3 separate regions of the Mus musculus genome follow, and regions 1 and 2 are each linked to region 3. The links are chromatin contacts, called in public HiChIP or PLAC-seq and promoter capture Hi-C maps. All regions are on one chromosome and are shown on one strand. Each heading gives the region's core, a stretch centred on a gene start, on an enhancer-like site or on the middle of the called end of the contact. The rest is flanking DNA. Distances are from core to core; before and after follow the strand shown. Region 1 overlaps Abcc2 (ATP-binding cassette, sub-family C (CFTR/MRP), member 2). Region 2 overlaps Dnmbp (dynamin binding protein). Region 3 overlaps Got1 (glutamic-oxaloacetic transaminase 1, soluble).

The links. HiChIP or PLAC-seq counts read pairs in DNA pulled down with a chosen protein or histone mark. Capture Hi-C pulls out chosen DNA fragments and counts their contacts.
Region 1: a contact with region 3 is called in a promoter capture Hi-C map of liver. The contact joins two enhancer-like sites. A contact is called at or near these places in 2 of 115 datasets of contacts at active chromatin or transcription factors (both in embryonic stem cells) and 1 of 9 other capture datasets (liver).
Region 2: an HNF4G HiChIP or PLAC-seq map of pancreatic cancer cells shows a contact between it and region 3. The contact joins two enhancer-like sites. A contact is called at or near these places in 1 of 484 Hi-C or Micro-C datasets (pre-B cells) and 2 of 115 datasets of contacts at active chromatin or transcription factors (embryonic stem cells and pancreatic cancer cells).

Annotation. Positions count from the first base shown.
Region 1 is chr19:43,811,929-43,815,835 of GRCm38.p6, forward strand. It overlaps Abcc2 (ATP-binding cassette, sub-family C (CFTR/MRP), member 2), which reads left to right. Exons shown (of 32, transcript NM_013806.2): 14 at 503-587; 15 at 1,262-1,328; 16 at 2,760-2,886. Among named protein-coding and RNA genes, the nearest start is that of Gm10768, 25 kb to the right of the region's middle. Within about 2 kb of position 1,458, at least 13 of the 459 cell types and tissues checked have an H3K27ac peak or open chromatin away from gene starts, as enhancers often do. A contact at or near this core is called in liver, where this site is marked.
Region 2 is chr19:43,929,147-43,932,999 of GRCm38.p6, forward strand. All of the region lies in intron 1 of Dnmbp (dynamin binding protein), which reads right to left. Among named protein-coding and RNA genes, the nearest start is that of Dnmbp, 9.1 kb to the right of the region's middle. Within about 2 kb of position 1,530, at least 46 of the 459 cell types and tissues checked have an H3K27ac peak or open chromatin away from gene starts, as enhancers often do. A contact at or near this core is called in pancreatic cancer cells, where this site is marked.
Region 3 is chr19:43,497,796-43,501,428 of GRCm38.p6, forward strand. Got1 (glutamic-oxaloacetic transaminase 1, soluble) reads right to left here. Exons shown (of 9, transcript NM_010324.2): 9 at 1,957-2,762. The coding sequence ends at 2,623. Among named protein-coding and RNA genes, the nearest start is that of Got1, 25 kb to the right of the region's middle. Within about 2 kb of position 1,411, at least 88 of the 459 cell types and tissues checked have an H3K27ac peak or open chromatin away from gene starts, as enhancers often do. A contact at or near this core is called in liver and pancreatic cancer cells, where this site is marked.

The DNA.
Region 1 (3,907 bases), core at 208-2,707, 310 kb after region 3:
ATAAGTTAGGGCTCTGTCACAGAAGAAGGTGGTAGAACGTTTCTGGAAATAAGTCCAAAGTTTAAAGAGAAATTGCAAGAGAGTTAAATTACCTGAGTCTCTGAAAGCTGATATACTGTCTTTATATACTCTGTCTAAGGTGTGGGATTGCTTGCAGGGCTAAGGTACAGTTGAGTCTGTGGTAGTGGTCAGGAGGTTCCAATTGTGGCAAAGTCATGGCTAATGACAAAGTCAAAAATCCTTTCTTCCCCTTAGTTTTATTTCCATAAGGGCAACTCTTTATTAAGTGATGTTTTATTTATTTGAATTTTTCATATAATAGAACTTGAGTATATTTTCCCCTCCCCCAACTCCTTCCAGATTCTCTCCCATCTCCCTTCCCACCCAGTTTCATGAAAAACCAAATCAAACCAAAGCAACTACACAAAACATGGAGTCCGATTTGTGTTGGCTATGTTACCAAATTTTCTTATTCCTCACTGTTTTCTGTGACCTTCTCTAGGCCAGCGTCTCTGTAGACCGGCTGGAGCAGTACCTGGGAAGCGATGATCTGGACTTGTCTGCCATTCGCCATGTCTGCCATTTTGGTAAACAAATTTGGAAGTTATTTCCACAAATTATTCACAGTGCTAGAAGCAGACTACTTATAGGCAGGGCTTAAGCACAGCAACCAATGAAAAGGAAGAGCTAGGAGATCCATTCTGAATTGATTTGTCTTGTATAATAAACAGTACAAACTATGTTCTCACTTAAAGATAAGTACTTAGCCAGATTTCTAAGCAAAACAGCTATTTGGAGATAAGCAGGGAGTCCTGCAAGGGACCCAGGAAACAGAACTCAGACTAGAGCCAAGTGTGGGGATGGGGAAGGTAACTTGGGATAACAGAACATGAGGGTTCTGAATTGTAAGGCATCCATTGCCAGAGCAGTGGCCCTGGAGTCCAAAACACGGAGGGCTCAAATAAGGATATAGAACTCACGTGGAAGATTAGGTAACAGAGGGCTGGGGGAAGGGTGGGGGTGGAGATGTGGGGGTATTGGGGCTGGGGTTGGGATGGCCAGGGCATCTAGAGGTCCAAAGAATTTGAGTTTCCAAGTTTAGGTTCATTGCCTCCTGCTAGTATAATAAGCTCAGCACCTAACAGAGGTGATTGCGGGGGCTGATAGATGAATCAGAGACACATGGGCTAAGGAAAGACGGACAGTCACTCCAGTACCGGCATGTCACTAAAAGAGAAGGCTTTTCCCCTCCTCTCAATAGATAAAGCTGTGCAGTTCTCAGAAGCCTCTTTTACTTGGGACCGGGACTTGGAAGCCACAATCCAAGAGTGAGTTCGATCCCCTTGCTTTCCAGCTCTTCCTCAGGATCCTACCCTGTTCTCAGAAGACTCTATTCAGTGGAACACCAGAAAAGACTGTATGTTGTACTCACCTGGATACTAGTTTAGGCTCTGCCCTGGAGGGGTGAGCCGAGAGTAAAGGTCCCTCGCCTTTCCCCATGACTCTGTCTTCTATCGGCTTTCGTACACGTGTCTTCAGTTAAAAAAAAAAAAAAATCCATGAAGACCTTTGTTCCTCCAGATACTAGGTGGAGAAAGTGCACGCACTTCGTGAACTTTAGAATCTGGCTTTTCTCCCCAGTCTAGGCAATGGGAACCATTGCTGTAGATGTCAGACGTGGGTGTGGCTGTACACACCTGCCGTCTCTGAAGCCAGGAGGCTCATGCAAAGGGATCCTTACTTTGAGTCCCGTCTGGGCTAAGCTACTGTAGACTACTCCTGTTCACTACTATAACCAACTCATTCTTGCGTGCTGTTGTATATAGAGAACCAGTTAAGCCCACCCCATTTTGGACTCCAGAACCACCATTCACTCCAGCTATGGGTGCCTTCCAATTCAGAAACTGTGTGTTGTTTCGTCCCAAGTAACGAACTCCATGACTTCCTACCCTCTCTCCTATTCCTGTAGCCTTCGAGTGCACTCTAGGGTCAGCACCAGGGTCAGTCAGAGCAAAAGGCACTGCTCTAGCCCTCCCAGCCAAAAGCTTTCCTTTGTAGAGAGGAAACCAGACACAGTTCCCACTTCACTGCTGCCGTCCAGAGCAGGTTGGGAAAGACTATGTGACAGCTTTCCGATGTTCCAAGTGCATTCTGAACTCAAATAGTTAAGCAGGCACAAAGAGTCCCTGGGATTCTAACTCAGTGTCCCCAGCCACACCTGTCCCCAGCCACAGAGGTCTGATCTTCAGGGTTAGGGTTAGGGAAGGGAATTTGCTTTCAGCAAGATCATAGAACAAATACATTTGAGAAGCATTAAATAACGAGTTTAGTGTAGAAGCAAAAATCCAACTTTGCTACTTTAAAAGCAAAACCTTGGTCCAAAGAAAGTGACCTGTCAGAACTGCCCGACCCCACAGTATCGGAGTCGAGACCTGAACCAAATCAGGTGTCGAGGCTCCTGAGAGGATGCCGTTCAAATGTTCAAATGAGAACTTTTCCCCTCTAGGGAAACATGTACAGTTGCAATTGCCCCTTGAGTAGGAACTTCTTTGATGAGTCTGATAAAAGGAACGCATCCTTCAGTGTCTTGGAACTTAGCAATAATAAAGATGCACTTGAGGGTCTCATACACTCACGGCGAAGTCTCTAGTCTTGATGGGAAAGTTATCTAAAATGAGATTTCATAAAGAGTCAGAGAAATGCCTTGAACGACTGCCCCCCACCCACCCACATCCTTCAAAAACATTTCTCTCTTTCAGTGTGAACCTGGACATAAAACCAGGCCAACTGGTGGCTGTGGTGGGCACTGTAGGCTCTGGGAAGTCCTCTTTGATATCAGCCATGCTGGGAGAAATGGAGAATGTCCATGGGCATATCACCATCAAGGTGAGTGGAAGTGTAATGGAGAAAACTCGCGACCCCAAACGCAGGCCTTAGTGCGGTTTCCTTATTTGGCTCTTAGAGACATCTGATTCGACTGTGAACTGTAGATGTTCTGCCTCACTCCAGTCTTATACAATCAGACTCTGGGGAAAGAACCTAAGGCTCTGAAGTTTTAATGAGCTGTCAAGGTGATTCGTACACGCATACCAGGTTATTTAAACCGTTGACTAGAGATGGCTTCCTTCACAGTATAGGCATTTCTGTTGTAGATGTGTGTGTGTCTGAAAACCTCACATCTACAAAATTATGCAATAAAAGTAAAAGGACCAGGGGCTGGAGAGATGGCTCGGCAGCTAAGAACACTGACTGCTCTTTCAGAGGTCCTGAGTTCAAATCCCAGCAACCACATGGTGGCTCACAACCATCTGTAATGGGATCTGATGCCTTCTTTTAGTGTGTCTGAAGAGAGCAATCATATACTCATATACATAAAATAAATAAATAAATCTTTTAAAAAAATCTTGAAACAACAACAACAAAAAAATCTTTACTTTGTAATCAGAGTCCCAATAATAAGCAACAATAAAATCAGTAATGACAGTAAAGTCAACACTGGCACATTTGCACCTAACGTCATAACTAGTCCTGAGTCTCTCATCCTCCCAGTGACTGTAACTGAACTCAAATCCTTGTAGAGACAAGACAAATGCTCTCCCTCTGAGCTATAGCCCAATTGTCTCTTTGCTTTAACACCTCCCCCCACCCCGTGTGTGTGTGTGTGTGTGTGTGTGTGTGTGTGTGTGTGTGTACTTGTGCCACAGTGTCCATGTCAAGGTCAGAAGCTAACCTCAGATGTCTCTGTTGCTGTTCATGATTTGTTTACCGGGTTAGCTGACCCACGAGCTTCCAGAACGGGTTCTACTCTCTCTGCTTCCCAGTTCCCCTTGGGGCACTGACGTCACTCGGACACATCCTACTGCGTCCAGCTTTGCATGGGTTTTTGGAACTAACCTTTTCTGCCAGC
Region 2 (3,853 bases), core at 280-2,779, 430 kb after region 3:
TGTCATTTTCTTGGACTGATTTTTAAAATGGATTCTTTAAGAAGATAATGGGTCTAGGGAAATGACCTGACTTTGAATCTCTGGAGTCCACACAAAGACTGACCTCCGTAGTGCACACATCTGTACCCTAGCACGTATCACCAGGGAGGCAGAAGTCAGAGACGAAAGATTCTCCAGGAGCTGGCAGGTGGTCGAGCCCAGGTTATGCAGCAGCAGGGAGACTGCCTTGAACAAGCCGGAAGAAGGGCAAAGCCCAGCGCCTGAAGCTTGTCCTTGGACCTCCAAAAGTGCACCATGGTACAGGGGAGCCCCCAAGAGCCACACAAGTACACATGCATAATTAGTTCATTAAAAAACGATTGCGTGTGACTATAATCCTAGCACTTGGGAAGCTGAGGCAGAAGGACCGCCATGAGTTGAAGGCTGGGTAGAGTTCAGTTACTGTCGGCCACAGACCTTTACATAAGGTTCCTTACCGAGAATATCGAGCTTCGCCACATTAGACTGAGGGCTAAAGCGTTACTTTCCACCTGTGATCATCCTGGAGACTCCACGAGCCAGGCGCTCATGTAAATGGCTAACCCGCTCACTGCTGGTATAGTATATTACATTAGTTATATTGAAGATAAGGTCTCCCCACAGCGCTGGCCTCAGGACAGCATTATCCCATCCTTGTAGCAGCTGTCAGTCAACTATCCCACCCTGTGCTTTGAATAGGAGGTCTGGCCAATGAGGTACTACAGCGACCTGACAGCGCAGAGCCAGATCCAGAACACTACTTATTGTTCAGAAACAACAGAAAGGGCAACAAAGTGTCTACTTTACTAGAGATGGGAGGAGAGAACAAACCAGAAAAGGGAGGTCACGGGTGTGAGGCTGGGGAGTGAGGTACAACTCGGCACATCCATTGCAACTTTTTCTGCTGACGGGGGCAGGCTCATTTGTGCTGAAAGAATCACAGCAGCAGCAGCATGAGAACAATGCCTGCCTGGCGTGCACGGGGCCCAGACCCCATGGCTGGAGGTCAGCACCAGGCGTTCTCCCCTGGTCGGCTCCCATCATAGCTGTCAGCATCCCAGATCCTCACTCTGCCTCCGGAAAAAACACATCACGCCCTCCTCACCCTCATGCCCAGACCCCCACCCCCCAAGCAGAGGCTGGCACAAAGGCAGAGCCTACCTGGGTGGACAGGGTGCTAGACTCTGCTCACACTGTCAGGGAGCAAATGGGATTCCACTCCCCCACCCTGCCAGAGAATCGGAAGGAGGCAGAGAAGTGTACTTTCTCATCCCCCCACTCCTGCAGGCTTCCTGTCTGGGCCATAAGATGGATTCGTTTGAAGGGGCACAGTGAGGTGCCTGGGTATTTATTGAAGGGCTGAGTAAGGTGTCGGCTGTATTCCAGACGGTGGCAAGGGTTATGCAAACTGGGGACACATTCCAGCCGGTCAGGATCCAGGGATGGGCATAAGGAGGAAGTACAGCTGTGTGGAATTGAACATGCTGATGCTAGGAACGTTAACTTAGGAATTAGCTCACTTCCTGCTATTTATATGATCACATGTCCAAAGCACAGACCACGGGGCAAGCAGAGATTAGGGAAACAAAACAATTATGGTGGAGGTTTATTTCAGTGTCAAGAGAAAACAGGTGTGCTGCTGCTGCTGCACACTGTAATTCCAGCACTTGGGAGGCTGAGGCAGGAGGATCTTTGAAATTCCTAGGCCGGCAGGATCTTCATAGCAAGCTCCAGGCCAGAGGCCAGGGTTACACAATGAGACCTTTACTTAAAAAAAAAAAAGAAAAAAAAAGGAAAAAGAAAAAAAAAAAAGAACAAGCTATTTTCTTCACTCCATTTATTTATTTTGTGAAAGGGGAAACTGTGATCTGAAGGGGGAGAAAAAGGAGGGTCTAAACCTGTGCTAAAGAACATTACATCATCCTATAAGTGCCTCCCTGCTTCCGGGGCTGGGACCTGCTCCACTGGGGTCCAGACCACAAATGTTCCGAGTTCAGCTGTGATGATTCATTTGGGGTTCGGGGCTCAGTACGTTGTGGCGCCTTCAGGCTCAGTCTGGTCCAAGGGACCAGCAGACTTCTCCCCACGCCTAAAGCTAATTACAGCCTGTTACCCTCCTCCATCCTTCCCAGAGGACCAAGGTGAGACCAAAGTGAGCTAATGGCCTAACCCTGTACAAGGAGGAAGGCTCTGGAACCACGGGGTTAAGCGCATCCCCTCCTCCACAGCATAGAAATAGTCAGTTAACAGGCTGGCACCAAAGCTGGGGCTATAGGGATTTGCTTTTCTATATTTTACAAACTTTCTATGTATAATAATAACAATTTTATACACACACACGAATTAGGGGGAAAATACTGGTTTAAAGTGGGAAAGCAGGGACAGTGGTAACTAAGTGCCCAGCAGCTGTCACTGAAGGCCACCTATGTCCACGTGTTAAATAACTGCAGTATGTCTTAGGAGATCCTTAAGGGTTATACCTAGAGTAGAAACTGAACCAGGGTAAGTTCTTTTGTGTCTTTATTGATGATCACACTGACGACTACAGTTATAATACGTGACTCTCCTTCAGGACACAGCTATTTAGATTTTGACTTTCAACAGCAGAAGGAAAATGTGGCCTCATTGTGAAGTATTAGACCCTCGGGATTTGACCATACATTAATATACGGAGAGTACAGAAATCCTGGGGGGCTCTTATTTATGCTAGTAACGACTCGACATCAGGCTCAGGATTTGGGTTTGCCGCCGGAGTGACGCCATCTTGTTTCCTAGAGGACAAATTCTGTGAGTGTTCCGTAAGGGGCTAACAGCTATCCAGCTGTCCGTGACACAAAAATCTCAATAAATTATAAGCAGAGGAAACACCTTCCCCTGATGAAGGGCACACACACAAACTGCACACCTACCGCTGGGAGGCATTGCGTGGCACCGAGCCTGCACGGCACATGGAGGGGCCTTTGAAGGCACATCGCTCCTTGATCAGAATTACACCAAGTCTGAGTATAACTATATTCACAACATTAACATACAATTTACACCAGTTGCAAATACATTTCTAGTGTCAATAAATACCTTTTTACTAAAGATTGATAATCATTCATATTATAAAGAACACTAATACAAATTTCAAAAAAAAAAAATCAGAATTATCTGAAGCAGTATCTCCTTAAATGTGTTTCATCGCATCTGACTGGGGAAGCTAAGCAGGGTTGGACTTGGTTGGTACTTGGATGGGAGACCTAAACAGATGCTGTTGGCTTAGAAAGAATGAAAGAAAATACAGATCTGAGAAATACCAGTTTCCTAACTTATATATTTCGTAGTACCATACAGTAGGCCAATTTTCAGTAGCTTTTCTTTTTAAAACTAGGTATTTTTCCTAGTAAGAAGGTCCACATGTTGTCCTAAGGAAATACATTCCTGGATCTGTGCATTCTGCTTCAGAAACCCAGAGAGACAGAATTAAATAGAGAGGATGAGAGAAAAAACCCATGGTAAGTATCTTTAACTACTAGTAACCAGCTAGAAAATAACAACAAGAAATAAGACTCACAATAGGATCAAATTAAGGAAGAACGAAGCTCGCCCTTCTAGGCTCGCATGGAGGACTCATGCTCCGACAAAGGAGCCGAGGAGAGCTCACAGGTGGAGTGCTCACCTAGCTGGCACGGGCAAGGCCTTGGGTTTGACCCCACACCCTGAGGGTAGGGGCAGAAAGGACTTAAAAAATGAGGTGGTGAAGTCCCTAGAGATAAAAATCGATGGGGACTGTGCCCAACTCAAAAGGGCCAGGGAAACTTGTAGAAACGCACAGAGGACCCACTACAGCAAT
Region 3 (3,633 bases), core at 161-2,660:
TTCTCTGGAGACCCAATCGGGGCTATTCTTTCCTTAATACGCTAAAGGCTGTTTTCTCTGGGCTACACTTAGCAGGTGGTGTAATAAAGGCTGCTTAACTCATTTCTCAAAACTGCCTCTCAAAGGCGCTGATGCCTTTGGACAACTTGATTGAAGTTTTGGCAAGTTGGAGTTTTCTGTTTGCCCACCTCTGAAGTCTACCATGCACCCACATCTGAGAGCTCTTGCAGTGTCCCCCAAACATCCACAGAACCCCAGACACAGTACAGGACACGCTAACCAATTTGTCCCACTTCATCTTTTTTTTTTTTCTTTAAAATACTAAAAACTTTTTTAGCATGTTGGTACTGGCATTGAGACTTAAAGTTGTTTCCTTAATTTAAATAGTTTTGGCACTCCCCCTAGAAGAAAAATTAGAAATTTTTCTAATAAATAAATTTTTATAAAATAAATTTAAAAATAAAAAACTAGAAGAAAAATTCTCTTTCCCTAACAAGAAAAGTATGCCCTAGTAAGAGTTTACTGGGGAGCCAGTCAGTGGTGGCGCACACCTTTAATCCCAGCACGGGAGGCAGAGGCAGGCAGATTTCTGAGTTTAAGGCCAGCCTGGTTTACAGAGTGAGTTCCAGGACAGTCAGGGATACACAGAGAGACCCTGTCTCAAAAAAAAAAAAAAAAAAAAAAAAGGTGGGGGGTGGTTACTGGGTAGGACATTTTGGAGGGCCACATTGATCAAAATTGTTTTTTAAGATTTATTTATGTGTATGCCTTAGCATATGTAGGTACCCCTGGAAGCCAGAAGAGGGCGTCAGATCCCCTTGATCTGGAATTCCGGGCAGTTGTGGTTTCATGTGGGTGCTAGAAACAGAACCCCAGTCCTCTGCAAGAGCAACAAGCAATGCTCTTTTGCTCACAACAACCAAGTCTGTCCCCATCAGAGGTACTGGAGTCTGATGGCTTAAGCCACCCCTAGGGAGAATGCAAGAAACTCTTCCAGGGAAGGCAGCATCCTAGAGCTGAAAGAACAAACCTCAATAAAGGATACAAATGGAAACAAGCTGCAAGCTAACGTCTAATAACCTTTACCTCGTCCACACCCAGCAGCCTGGGGCACCTACAGAGAGTCAGCCCAGCCAGATGGTAGGATCTGCAAGGGCGGAGGGCTTTGCAAAGGAAAGCCAGACCAGGGATAACCACCGTTCCTCTCCGAAGGCAGGAAGCCAGACTGTTTCAGTACCAACAGACTGATTCAAAGAAAGGAATGAGGAATGACGGCAGAATGACAGCAACAGTCCAAATTCTGGCTCAAGGTCAAAGGTCTTTTTTTAAACTAAAAGGCCCTACTAACAGAACAGGGTGTCTTGGTAAGCTTGGAAAGAATTCCGTACCACACCCAGAGGAAAGGGGGTGAGTCAGAGACAACAGGAAGCAAGCAGACTGTTTCACTGCGGTAGCCAGGCTAGACCTGGTGACTTCTGGAGCCGACCATCTTTAAAAATCGTGGGATTTTTATACCTCAAGGGAGTCCTGGGAAATTCTGAAAAGCTACTCTTAAATATTTTGAAAAGTGGTTACTCTGTTGCTTAAAGTAAGGCATAGCCCTACCAATTTTTCCAGACCCACCCTTTTCCCAGAGTTCAGGGACTCTGGAACTTGTGATGTTTAAGCAGCTGTAATGTTTTCAATACACTAGGGACATAGCAGCTCCAGCGGTGACGGAAAGAGCTGGTATTCTAGAATCCCTCTAAATGATATCATCCTAGTTTCTTAAGAAAATGGCTGGTGTCTGAACGATAAACCTACAAAAGCAACATGGACTTACAGCCTGGATCCTACTTGAACTTCCAGTTTCATGAACACATTTTGTTTTTTCCTTTACCTTTGCCATCAGTGAACCCCTCTAAAGACTTCATTCTAAACTGTGGGTGGCAACTCATGAATGGATCACAAACTCCATTTCACTTGTCTTGATCAGCAGTTTTATTTTTTAAATAAAACAGAACAGACTAAGAAAATATCACAATGTGCCACATATCACAAGAGCAAATACCGTTTAGTGGAACTTTCATTTCAGTCAAATACGTAAATCCATTTGTATGTCATGATATAAATATTGGCCACAGTTGCCTTAAAAAAACTAATGTTCCAGACCAGGGACACAACCGTGCGGGGAGATCAGGGTGACGAGAGACAGAGATGGGTGGCGATGATGAGTTTTAATGCCCCAGCCAACACCCACAGTCACATCCGGCTCCTCAGACCAACTTGATCTTTGAGACTAGACTTTTGTACAGTCAGGCAACACGCAGAAGCCCAAGGCTCCGTGGGCATCACTCCTGCAGAATGCTAGAGAGGAAGGCAAGGTGATTACATCTCATAGCCAAAGTTCTTTTTATTCTTAAATAACTTTAATCTACTCTGGTTTCCAACAGGCTCTAACCCCAGAGCCCCCGGGGCTCATTTCAAGAAACGTCTTCTCATGTGGGGGGTCAGCTAAACAGCAGCTGCTTCCCCTCGGTCATCTCTAATAAAGGACGTGTACAGCTAGGTACAGCTAGGTTTGCGCAGGCAGGAAAGGTGTGACAAGAACTGCTTTGGTGGCGTGAACTACGAGGTGTTTCTTCACTGGATTTTGGTGACGGCTTCATGGATGGAGGTAGCGACGTAATCTAGGTTCTTGGTGGTCAAGCCGCACATGTTGATCCGACCACTCGGCAGGAGATAGATATGCTTCTCGTTGACCAAATACTCGACCTGCTTGGCTGTAGAGAAGACAGGAGGGCAAGACACTGACTTAAGCAGTGGACACTCAGAGATCACCATCTTCCTTCTTCCTCCTTAACTCAGACTGGTGCAATCAACCAACAGGAAACTACTCACTAGATCCTGGAAAGATTTCTCAGTAATTCATGTTCAATTTTCAGGACGTTGACAATATGACTACAGCAGAGGGGCAGCTTTGAAGCCGGGATGACCTCCCAGCCAGACCTTGCACGTTAGATACCCCTCTCAACTGAGAGCAGCCATCAGACACAAGGGAAGTACCCTGATCGGGAAACCCTGATAGGTGCTCGACACCGGCTTTGGGGCTCCAGTCCTGAGCATCCAACAACCTCCAGTGAGCCTTTCATCTCAGAGTACATTTGACAGGAGCCCATCACAATGTACAGATAACCGGCATGTAAGTGAACCAACAGGCTCTGTGACCCTGTGACCCAGACCCCGTGACCTAGGGACCACCACATTCTAGCCTCTGGACCACTCATCCTTCAGCCTCCTAGGATGCATCAGGGATTCCATGGTTGCAGGAAAAAACCCCACACGTGAAAGCAGAAGGGGACAGAGGCCTGCATGTCCTCATCACTACAGTGATTTTGTTTCTCTGCAAAACTGTGATAGAACTCTAGCATATTTTTTGCTTAATTAGCCCATTAAAAATGAAGTAGAACAATAAAATCACACAAACTAGTGGGCAAGTGTGACATGCTAGGCAGTGTGCTATGCGCTTCAGTATTCTTGGTGATAACCTATCATGCCCATTTCACAGATGGGGCATAGGAAAAGTTCAACGCTCTCCTCTGCCTCCCGAGTGCTGAACGAAAGGCTGTGTACCACCATACCTGGCTCTGTACG